Linked DNA regions of Oryctolagus cuniculus: region 2 is linked to region 1. The links are chromatin contacts, called in public Micro-C maps. All regions are on one chromosome and are shown on one strand. Each heading gives the region's core, a stretch centred on a gene start, on an enhancer-like site or on the middle of the called end of the contact. The rest is flanking DNA. Distances are from core to core; before and after follow the strand shown.

The links. Hi-C and Micro-C count contacts between places; a contact is called where the count stands out from the background.
Region 2: a Micro-C map of ear pinna shows a contact between it and region 1, with 2.8 times the contacts expected there. The contact joins the promoter of SENP6 here to the promoter of MYO6 in region 1. A contact is called at or near these places in 2 of 6 Hi-C or Micro-C datasets (ear pinna and an unstated tissue).

What each region holds. Positions count from the first base shown.
Region 1 is chr5:96,688,896-96,693,895 of mOryCun1.1, forward strand. MYO6 (myosin VI) reads right to left here and starts at 2,900. Exons shown (of 34, transcript XM_070073859.1): 1 at 2,664-2,900.
Region 2 is chr5:96,852,550-96,857,549 of mOryCun1.1, forward strand. It overlaps SENP6 (SUMO specific peptidase 6), which reads right to left and starts at 1,913. Exons shown (of 21, transcript XM_070073879.1): 1 at 1,310-1,913.

The DNA.
Region 1 (5,000 bases), core at 1,650-4,149:
TTTGTGTCTATTAAGGTTCAAGGGATATTCATGAAATAATATAACACTGTAGATGACACTGTAATATATATTCATGAAATAATATAATGCTGTAGATGGACTTGTAATATATATATTACATGAAATAATATAACACTGTAGATGACAATTTCAACATACTCTCCAAACAAGTTCTTTTCCCTTAAGATTACAGTAGTTAATTATCTAATATTTAAAACATGGCCAGTGTTATAGTCTAACTCTTGTTCCTCTAAACCCATCAAAATAAGAGGTACACAAATTTGTTTAAGACTCTGGAACTACACCAGAAATGATAAAGCAGCATCATTCAAGACTGTCCACTTGAGAATGCAGACAGACACAGAATTCTCAGTTGGTTCCAGAACTACATTCTCGGTATAGAGCATCTACGGCATCTATTTCAGGATCCGGTCTTCTACATCTTGAACACAGCAGCAGTTCTGTAGAGTTAGATGAAAAGCCCATATGAAATGGAAGCAAGGCAACCTATTCAGGCAGGAAGGATAGGGACTTCAAAGTTAGCAGACTCAAGGTGTGAGCCCAGACTTTGCCCCTCTGGAGCTACATACCTTTGAGTAAGTATTTAATTCTCTGAGCCTCAATGCACTTCTCCTTAAAAAGACCAGACCACCACCCTCTGAAATCTATTTTGTAGATCAAGCCCCTCAGTCTGGGTTCTAATTACTGCAGATCCCTACTACATGGGTGATGCTCTTATACACTAAAAGGCCAATTCACAAATGGTTATAAAGTATCTCATTATGGGGACCATAATTAAAGTGTATGAGATTACTTAAAGCTGTAATACTTTTACAAATCTCTTTTCTAATTATTTTAACATATATAAGTTAACATTTCAGAAAGGGTAAAAAAATTTTCAAATTGACCTACATGATCAAAGGTGGAGCTTCAATTATCAACAGAAAGTCAAATAAGTCCTTATTTTTAAAACATATTTGGTGCTTATATGAATTCAAATCTCACAGTCAAAATCTTTAAAACTTTCTGAAGAAAGCTGCATTTTCAGACCCAGATAAAGCCCAGTTGTCTAAACAATGGGCTACATGATACACCACAGACTCCAGGCAAAGTCACAACAGGATGAGAAAAGAGCCTTCAGCCTCTCTCAGATTTCCTGGCCACTGTTATTTTAAAACTTGATTACGTAAATATAAACAGGGAAAAAGTACATTTCACATCAGCCCATGGGCTATGATTTAAGATCTTTGTTTTTACTACCTCATATTATTTACATTAAATATTATAATTGCTCATTACAAAAATGTTTAAGCATGATCATCTTTTCTTTCTGTTACTACCTTTTACCATTAGTTTTTGAAAACAAAAATGTAACTTAAAGAGCTGTGAGAGCAGTATCATGTCACATAGAAAATACAATGCAATGGGCAAATCTGCATAAGACTAAAATGACCCCTGTTTACCACTGTGGATGCAATTCCTGCTTAACTGAAAATACTCAAATGAGCTGAATTATTTAAAAGTCAATGAGCTATTTTGAACGACTGCATTGTTTGAAGCTCTGGCTAAAGCCCACTTTGTAACATTTGTAGCAGTTTCTAAAATTAATGATAAAAGGCATGGAGGTAATTTTTTTCACTGAATATTTCCCAATTGGAAATACACAACCCAAGAGATCTATGAAGTGCAGTTAATTTGTACAGAAATGCTGCTTTGCCGTCAACCTTTGTACCATGACCACTACCAGTCCAAGATTCACATTTTATGGTGTGAAGATAGTTTCAAGTAAGCTTTAAAGCATATTAATTTTTCAAACTCTCAAAGTCTGACTATACTTAGATATAATAAATCCATACCAGCAGAGCATAACAGCAAATCACTTTTATTTAGCACGTACAACAGTCTATTAAATTGGAGAAGTGTTCCTACTTCTTCACTAATATCTGTAGATTAGGTTTTAAGCATCCTTCCACCACATACTTTACGCCAAATAAAACGAACCAAGCTTTCTGAAAACTATGGCAATATTTCAGACAAGGATGTTCTAGCAATAACCCTATCAAACGGCTTCCTAACTAAAATTGAGATCCTGGAGTCTTAACTTTTTCACCTCATTAAGTTTTTGCAAACAGAAAAAAGTGATCTTTCCGGTAACATATCTGTAAATTAACATACTCAAGGTACTGGACCTCCCAGACAGCAAAAATACTAAGTCCCAACTTGGTCTTCAACATGATTAAACTATTAATGGTATCATTTCACATCTCAGAACGAACTGTACTCTTCCTGCCCTGAATCTTAAGCGAGTTTACAAAAGAGAAAAAAAAAAAAAAAACTATCGCGCAGTGTGCAAGGCAGAGTTGGACACCTGAGTGCTATGCTTCTACCTTGGAGCCAGGGAAGAAACACAAAGGTACCTTGGTGATGACAAGCCCATGAAAGGAGACTCTCATTGTCTGTCTGGAAATGAGAACCACCCTGGCAGGACGGTGAGCCGCCACCGCCCCGGCCCACCCATCACCTGTTGGTCCCAACCGCGTTCCTCAGAGGTGAGCCGAGTCTTCAGCCCCAGGGCGGTCAGAGAAGGCCTCGAAGCAAGGCCGAGCCAGGAAAAAAGCGTCCTGGCGCGGCCGCCCCACAGTGTCCCGGGCGCGGACACTCACCGGTGCTGCAGCGAAGGCAGGTGCGCGGCGGCGGGGCTACCTGTCGCCGGTGAAGCCGGAGGGCGGGGTTAGGGGTGCCGAGGGGATCGGGAAGAACGACGACGCGGACTGCACCAGGACGGGGCTGCGGCGGCGGCGGCGGCCAGGCTACTGCTTGCTTCCTGCTCGGACAGATCCCGGGTCGGTCTCCGCCCGCCGGCCGGCGCCCCACAGAGTCCCCGGCCCCGCCGCGCACACGTCACGGCTACGGAGCGCCCGAGGGGGCGGGGGCGCCAAGGGCCGGGGCGGGCCGACGGGGTGCGCGGGCGCGGGGCGCGCTCCCGAGCGGAGTGGGGCTGTCCTGCCAGCCGGCGTGGAGGCCGCGGCGTGGGTGGGTGCTGCTCGGCGTGGGAGGGGTGCAGCTGGCCAAGCTGGGCGCCTTCGCTCCTCTCCAAGCGAAACGGCGCCTACGCAGCGGATATTGTTTCCAGTCGCTGCCGACTGGATCGCGGGAATGTGCAGCGTGCAAACCGCAGTGAGCTCCAGGAGAGAGAAAGTGCGTCCGAGACAGGGCGAGGACCCCCGAGACACCAGGGGGTCGCGAGGAGAGACCCTGGCGATCTCGGCCATAGTCCGGGTGGGCTGCCCTGCGTGGGTATCAGCCTTCCTGCGCAAATAGTTCGCCATTCCTGCCTTAGCAGGAGGGGGCTGAGATGGAAATCTCTGAGTGTCCATCCCGGGTGTTTTATTTTGAAGAGCCCCTGTCTTCCCGGTCACTTAGATTTTACTGTTCTTATAAATATGAAGCACCTATGCAAATTTGTTTTATACGAGGAAACTACGCAGTCTGCTACTACGTTGCTTTTAGGACGAAAAGAAGTTCCAGTTAAGAAAATGAAATAAATGTAATGCTAGATATTTCTGCTGAAACTAAAATACTTAACACGTAAGCACTACACTGTTTTCCGCAACATGTAAAAGTAGCAACGGGGAAACTTCCGGAAATTTACAGGAGAAACACGTAGCATCAGATGTCAAAGGTTCCCCCAGATCTCTGGGTGGAAAGGCTAAGTTCTGATGAGATATTGTAGCATACAACCAAAATAATAAAACATTGAGAAAAAGATGGAGAAGTAAGAAAGAGGAAGCGAAACCAAGCAAGGAAATAATTCATAGCAATCTCGGAAGTTTATTTCCAGATTGCCACAAGATAAGTCTTCAGTCGATTCAAAAGGAAAGAAGAAAAAAAAATGAAGACTTAGTTTACCGCTTTGAATTAATTTTGGATTTAATATTAAAAGCCTTCGGGAAGTTAATAGAAGCCAATTTATTTTGACTAGTTTCTGTGGCTTATCACTTACATCTCTTCCTCCCCACCCCCCACAGATTGGATAATCTGTAACTGAGTCCCTCTGCTTCTAGCTCTGTAATTCTTTAATGTATCCAATTCCTCTTCATAACCACTACAAGTATCGTGTTCCCGGCCGCCATCATTTCAAGACTTGCACACTGCCCTTGGCACATAAGCAGTTTCCCAGACTGCAAACTCGTCCCCTTTAAATTCAGTCTCCACTAGTTCATCATTGATAAAACTCTTCGTATCTACTCCTCTATTTAAACTCCTATAGAGCAGTACTGCACCCTCCTTATTCTAAGTCCAGACCCCTTAAAATGTCTCATAAAATCCCATTTAATTTAACCACTACTCACAGACTATGAGATTTTTTGTGTGAGCTGAATTTGAATGCCTTTTCATTGGTCAGCTGGTTCCCGGTTCACCACTGTCCTAAACCCCACAAAGCTGTCCCAACCAGGCTTCTTCACACAATGTCACTTGCCTGTCTTAGGAATCACTTCCGTTTTGGACCACCACCCTAGCCCTACTTATCTGTGCAATCTCATTTCTACCCAGTGTCTTTCCCTCATTTTTTGTGCTTTACCTTCAAGTCCTCCTGAAGTGCTTGTGTGCCCCAGAAAAGACAGCTATGCTGTTTATCAAACTGAAGTGTTACAAGGATAAATCCAATTAATCCTTCAGAACAAAGCCCATTTGTCCCCCCTCAAAGCAGCTTTCTCTAAGCACCCTTGTGACAATTTGTATGCGCAATTTGGCGCTCTTTCCCATCTCTCCCTTAGCACCCATTGTGCAGATCTCTTCCAACACATATTTTAGTATTGCTACTTAATGTGCTTCTAAGTATCTCCCACTTGGACTCTCTGCTCCTGAGAGCAGATAGGGCACTTGTCTTTGTGTCACACATCATGGCTTTCACATGGTAAGCGCTCATTGAATAGTACCTACCATTAGTATTACCATTACTATAAATGGGACAGATAGATGAAAAAATTGCAAGGAAG
Region 2 (5,000 bases), core at 663-3,162, 160 kb after region 1:
TCTCATATAAAGCTTTTATCATTTTTAGATAAAAGACTGCCTTGCATAAAGAGGTAAGATTCTCCTCCCACACCTCACTATATTCAACTAGGAAGAATTAGAAAATTGTTTCTCCACCTCTTTTAGTCCCTATTTATTCATAAGATAAATGCTGAGTACCTACTATGTTCCAGGCACTGTTCTAGGTCCTCTTAATAAATCAGTAAGAATACCTGTCCTTCAACACTTTCCCTACAGAATCTGTTAACCACTAAGATATTTTAAATTGTAATTTTTAAATTCCATGTTTCTAAACGGTTATTTTGTACAAGAATCTCATGATATACTGCATATGAAAATCAACTTTGCGAAATTATCCAGGTGGTTCTTTATAGAAAATACTGCAGAGCCTCATTTTCCTAAACACCTTATTTATAAACTCAATCACCAGAGTAAACAGTGAACTCAAAGTCACTTAAGCAATAACATTTTAGGTTCTTAGACAAAGAAATCTAGATGTGTTTTGGGGGGGTTCTTATAGCTACACGGGCAAAACGCCAATATTGTTACCCACTGCCACCATTCCCAACAAAAACATTCTCACAAAGCTTTTAAGACTGGCCCTTAACAGTAAATGTTTAACTTTCCCTCCCAAGAGAACAGAAATGGAAACACCCAAACTTTGTCTATTAAATTAGCTTTTGTAACGTCCCAAAAATGACATTGTGAATCTCATTCTCTTTTTTCTGACACACAATTGCAGAAAATATTCTTACGAAATGTGTGTTGCTAGTAAGATCAAACAAGGCCAGGCCTCACTCATTTCAACGCTGGCTGCAAAAAGCAGCCCGGGGCTCCGTGTAAACAGAAAGCCCAGGCGATATAAAACCTAACCCGAGAACTACAGCTCCCCTTCCTCCCCACTGACCCCCCAATTCTACCCAACCCTTAGCCACGGGAAACTTTCCATTAATATCAGACGAGACTCGAATGCAGTCTGTCCTCATCGTTAGGCCACCGCCAAAAAGGGCAAAAAAAAAAAAAAAAAAAAAGTCACAGACTTCTATGCGCACTCTCAAAAGACGCCCACCAACTCTGGCTCGCAGCCGATCCACCGGCGCCCCACGGCCATCCCTGCTCGCTGCCGAGCCTGGGCAGACTCGAACCCCGCGCGCTCACAGCACCCTCCCTCCCCGCCATCGCCCACCCCTCGTACCTCCGCAGTCCCCCAAGCACACCCTGTGTAGATAACTGAATATCCGGAGTTCCGGGGCTCCCGTTTTCCTTTATTTCCCCACCCCTTGTCTCGCAAGAGCAGAAACAGACGTACCTTCCAGAAAAGTAATCTCCCCAGAGCTACCGCCGCTCTTGCCGGCCGCCATCTTCCTCCTCCCACGCCGCCGCCTCCTTAATCCATGGCCCACACCGCCTCCGTGCTCGCCAGGATGAGGGGCCGAGCCGCCGGAGGGTAGCCGCCGCAGGGCTGCTGGCCTCGGGCTCAGCCGTCAGGCAGCCGGCGCTCCCACGTCCAGGCGAGGCCTACACAAAAGCAGGCCAGGCTCGCCCGGGCCTTTCCGCGGGCTGGCGGGCGGCGAGCGCGGCCTGGGCTTCTCCTCAGGCCCCTCCGGGGGAACGCGAGCGGCGGCGGCGGCGGCGGCGCTTCCCGGGCCCGGCTCCTCTCGGCCCACGACTCCCCATCCACCGCCCACCCAGGCCGCCTGAGAAGCCTCCGCCGAACGCAGGCCCCAGGAAGGGAAGATGAAGGCGGGCACACAAACACGCCTCCTTTCGGCCCAGGCCGTAAAATGGCCGCACCCGCCGCGCCGGGGCGGCGAAGGCTCCGCGACCGTCAGGCACCCCCGGAGCCTTCGCTTCTTCTGCAGTCGCCGCCGCTAAGGCCGCCCGCCCACCCCGCCTAGGGGTGAAAGCATCAGCGGAGGCATTTGCGGCTGTCCATGTGGACAGGGGTGGGTCTCCTCTGCCACTGCCTCGCGTCGGTCGCCACAGCAGCTCCGCCGCCGCCGCTCCTCCCCCACGGGCGCTGGAGCTGCCGCCCGGCTCCCGCCCCCGCCCGCCGCCCGCCGCCGCCGCCGCCGCCGCCGCCGCCGCCGCCCCCAGCGCGGCTCCCGCTCAGGACCCGGGCTCCGCTCTCAGGCACTGCGGGCTGTGGCGCCGCAAGGAGCGCCGGCTCTGGGCGCCCGCCGCCCGCCCGGCCTTTCGGTAGCGGCAGCTTCTCCGGCGCCGACTGGGCTCAGACAAGCTTGGCCCCCCAGTTCGACCCTCGAAGGCCCCATGGCAGACGTGGCCAGCGAGCGCTTCCTAGTTGGGCCAGTGGTACATTGAGTTTTGTGGCAGAAATGTTCTAAGTTTCTCTCTTTGAGGAGACCGTAGAGTTTAAACCATAGCCAACTGAAAAGGTGGTGAGGTAGAATAATTACAGATTAAGAGCATGACTCGGTCGTGGTCCACATTCGTTGTTAAAGAAATTTAAGATTATGTATGAGAAGGTTTTACCAATACGCTTTGGATGGCAGTGTTTAAAAAAAAAAGTCCTTTGTCATTTATGTACCTGAGATTTCAAAAAAAAAAAACAAACCCTAGTTTACAAGTCAGGCCTTATAATTTCAGAGGACCATATTCTGTTGATCTCTCGTTTTCTTTTTAAAAGAATACTATTTTGTCATTATAGAAAATACAAAAAAATGAAAAAAATTGTTAGCCCATGATCTTGCCATGGAAACTCAACTTCTTTAGGGTGTAGCTTTCCTATAGCATTTTTCTTAAAGCCTCAGCATCCCTATTTAAAAGAGACATACAAAACCAATTTGTGCTATATAGCAATTAAAAGGCAGCAGTAGTAAAGTGTTGCAAAAAACTGAGCTGGTGTAATCTTGGTTCTAATTAAATTGACCTATTAAGTAAGGCTTTCTGTTGTAAACTTCTTTTAAAAATATTCTTCTAAAATGAACCAATAATCTCCCAATTCAGCAAGAGAGGGTGATGAATATAACTTACTATCATTTGTTATTTTTGTTGCTTGAGGAGGTTGTTTGATCCTGATCCTCTATGACATAGTTTGTGCCCATGACAGTATAATCCTGAGGCATGTAGGTAACAGACAGATGTGGGTGACTGATCATTTGTACAGACTTCAAAATGTAGTTAAAAAAAATAAATCTCTGACTTTAAAATACATACTATACATGCTGGCTTTGGAAGTTGAGGAGAGTATCAGGAGTCAAGGATGTGAGTGACTTCTAAAAGACAAGACAAGGAAAGGGAGTTCTCTCCTAGAGTCTCCAAAAGGAAAACTGATACCTTAATTTTAGCCCAATGAGACAGATGTTGGACTAGAGAACTATAATATATTTGTGTTCATGTGCCAAATTTTGTGATATAGTCATTGGTGACAGCAGCCATAGAAAACTGATTTACCTGAAGTGGCAAACAAGGCGTTGTTCCATCAAAGATGTCTTCTGAAAAAGCTGAGATAGGATCTTTCAGGAAAAGTTCTTGTTTGTTTGTTTAAAGATTTATTTTATTTATTTGAAAGAGTTAGAGGGAGAAAGAAAGCGAATCATCTTTCATTTGCTGGTTCACTCCCCAGAGGCCTCAGTGGCCAGTTCTGGGCCAGTCTGAAGCCAGGAGCCAGGAGCTTCCTCTGGGTCTCCCACTGGGTACAGGGGACCAAGGCACTTTGGCCATCTTCCACTCCTTTTCCAGGTGCTTCAGCAGGGATCTGGATGGGAAGTGGAGCAGCCAACAATCAAACCAGTGCCCATATGAGTTGCTGATGTCACAGACAGTGGCTTCACCCACTAAGCCACAGTGGCAGCCCCAAGTGTTTTATTTTTAACTGTTATTAATTTCAAGTAATCTCTATAGGACTCTGTAATTCTAGTTCTAAAGGAAAGCTATGAATTAAACCAATGATTCACAAACTTAAGTGTATGTAAGAATTACCCAAAGAGCTTGTTTTTTGTTGTTGTTGTTTGAAGATTTATTTATTTATTTTGGAAGTTAGAGTTACACAGAGAGGGAGGGAGAGATTCTATTCACTGGTTCACTTCATGAATGGCTGCAACAGCCAGGGCTGTGTCAGGCCAGGTCTAACCCAGGAGTCCTGAACTTACTCTGGATCTAACACATGGGTGGCAGGGGCCCAAACACCTGGGCCATCCTCTGCTGCTTTTCCCAGGCCATCTGTAGGGAGTTGGATCAGAAGTGGAGCAGCCAGGACACAATGGGCACCCACCTGGGATGCCAACAGTCCCACCTGCTATGCCACAACGCAGGTCCTGTAGAGCTTGATGCAACACATTGCCTTACTCCACCTTCAGCGTTTCTGACACTGTTGGTCTGAGGTGGGACCTGAAAATCTGCATTTTTGACAAGTTTCCAAGTGATACAGATGCTGCTGATCAAGGAGCTACAATTTGAGAATCATTAGACCAAACAATCTCTAAATTCCTCTCCAGTTCAATTATTCCAGTTTTATGAGAACGGATACTACAATTAGGAGTAGAATTATCAGTGTACATGTTCAAGTATACATTAACTACAGTTTCTAAAATTGATGTTCCTCCACATTAGTATGATCAACTCATAATCTGTAATATCATATATCCTTTCATGCAGGATTCAGGGCCTAGAAATTTTCAGATTTAGGACATGCCTCTGAAGTTTATTTATTATATATATCCATATTTGGTATATTTGCAGATACTCAGTTTGTATTCTTTCTTTTTTATAAATATGGTATTGAAGCTCAGGGATGTTACTAAGCATGCTTTTGAATATCAGAAATATGACTAATTGTAAAACCAGTTTTCTGAGTTATACATTTAGTTTTCATTAAAAGTCTGACATTATTAAATATCTAGCATTATTATTTAAGTTAAGCAGATTGCACTCAGCTTTCTGCTAACTTGTTGCCATAATAACCAGAATTTAATTCTAGCATAAAAGATAAACATAATAGAGAAAAGTTAGACTACTTTAGCTTTGAATTGAGGTAATTA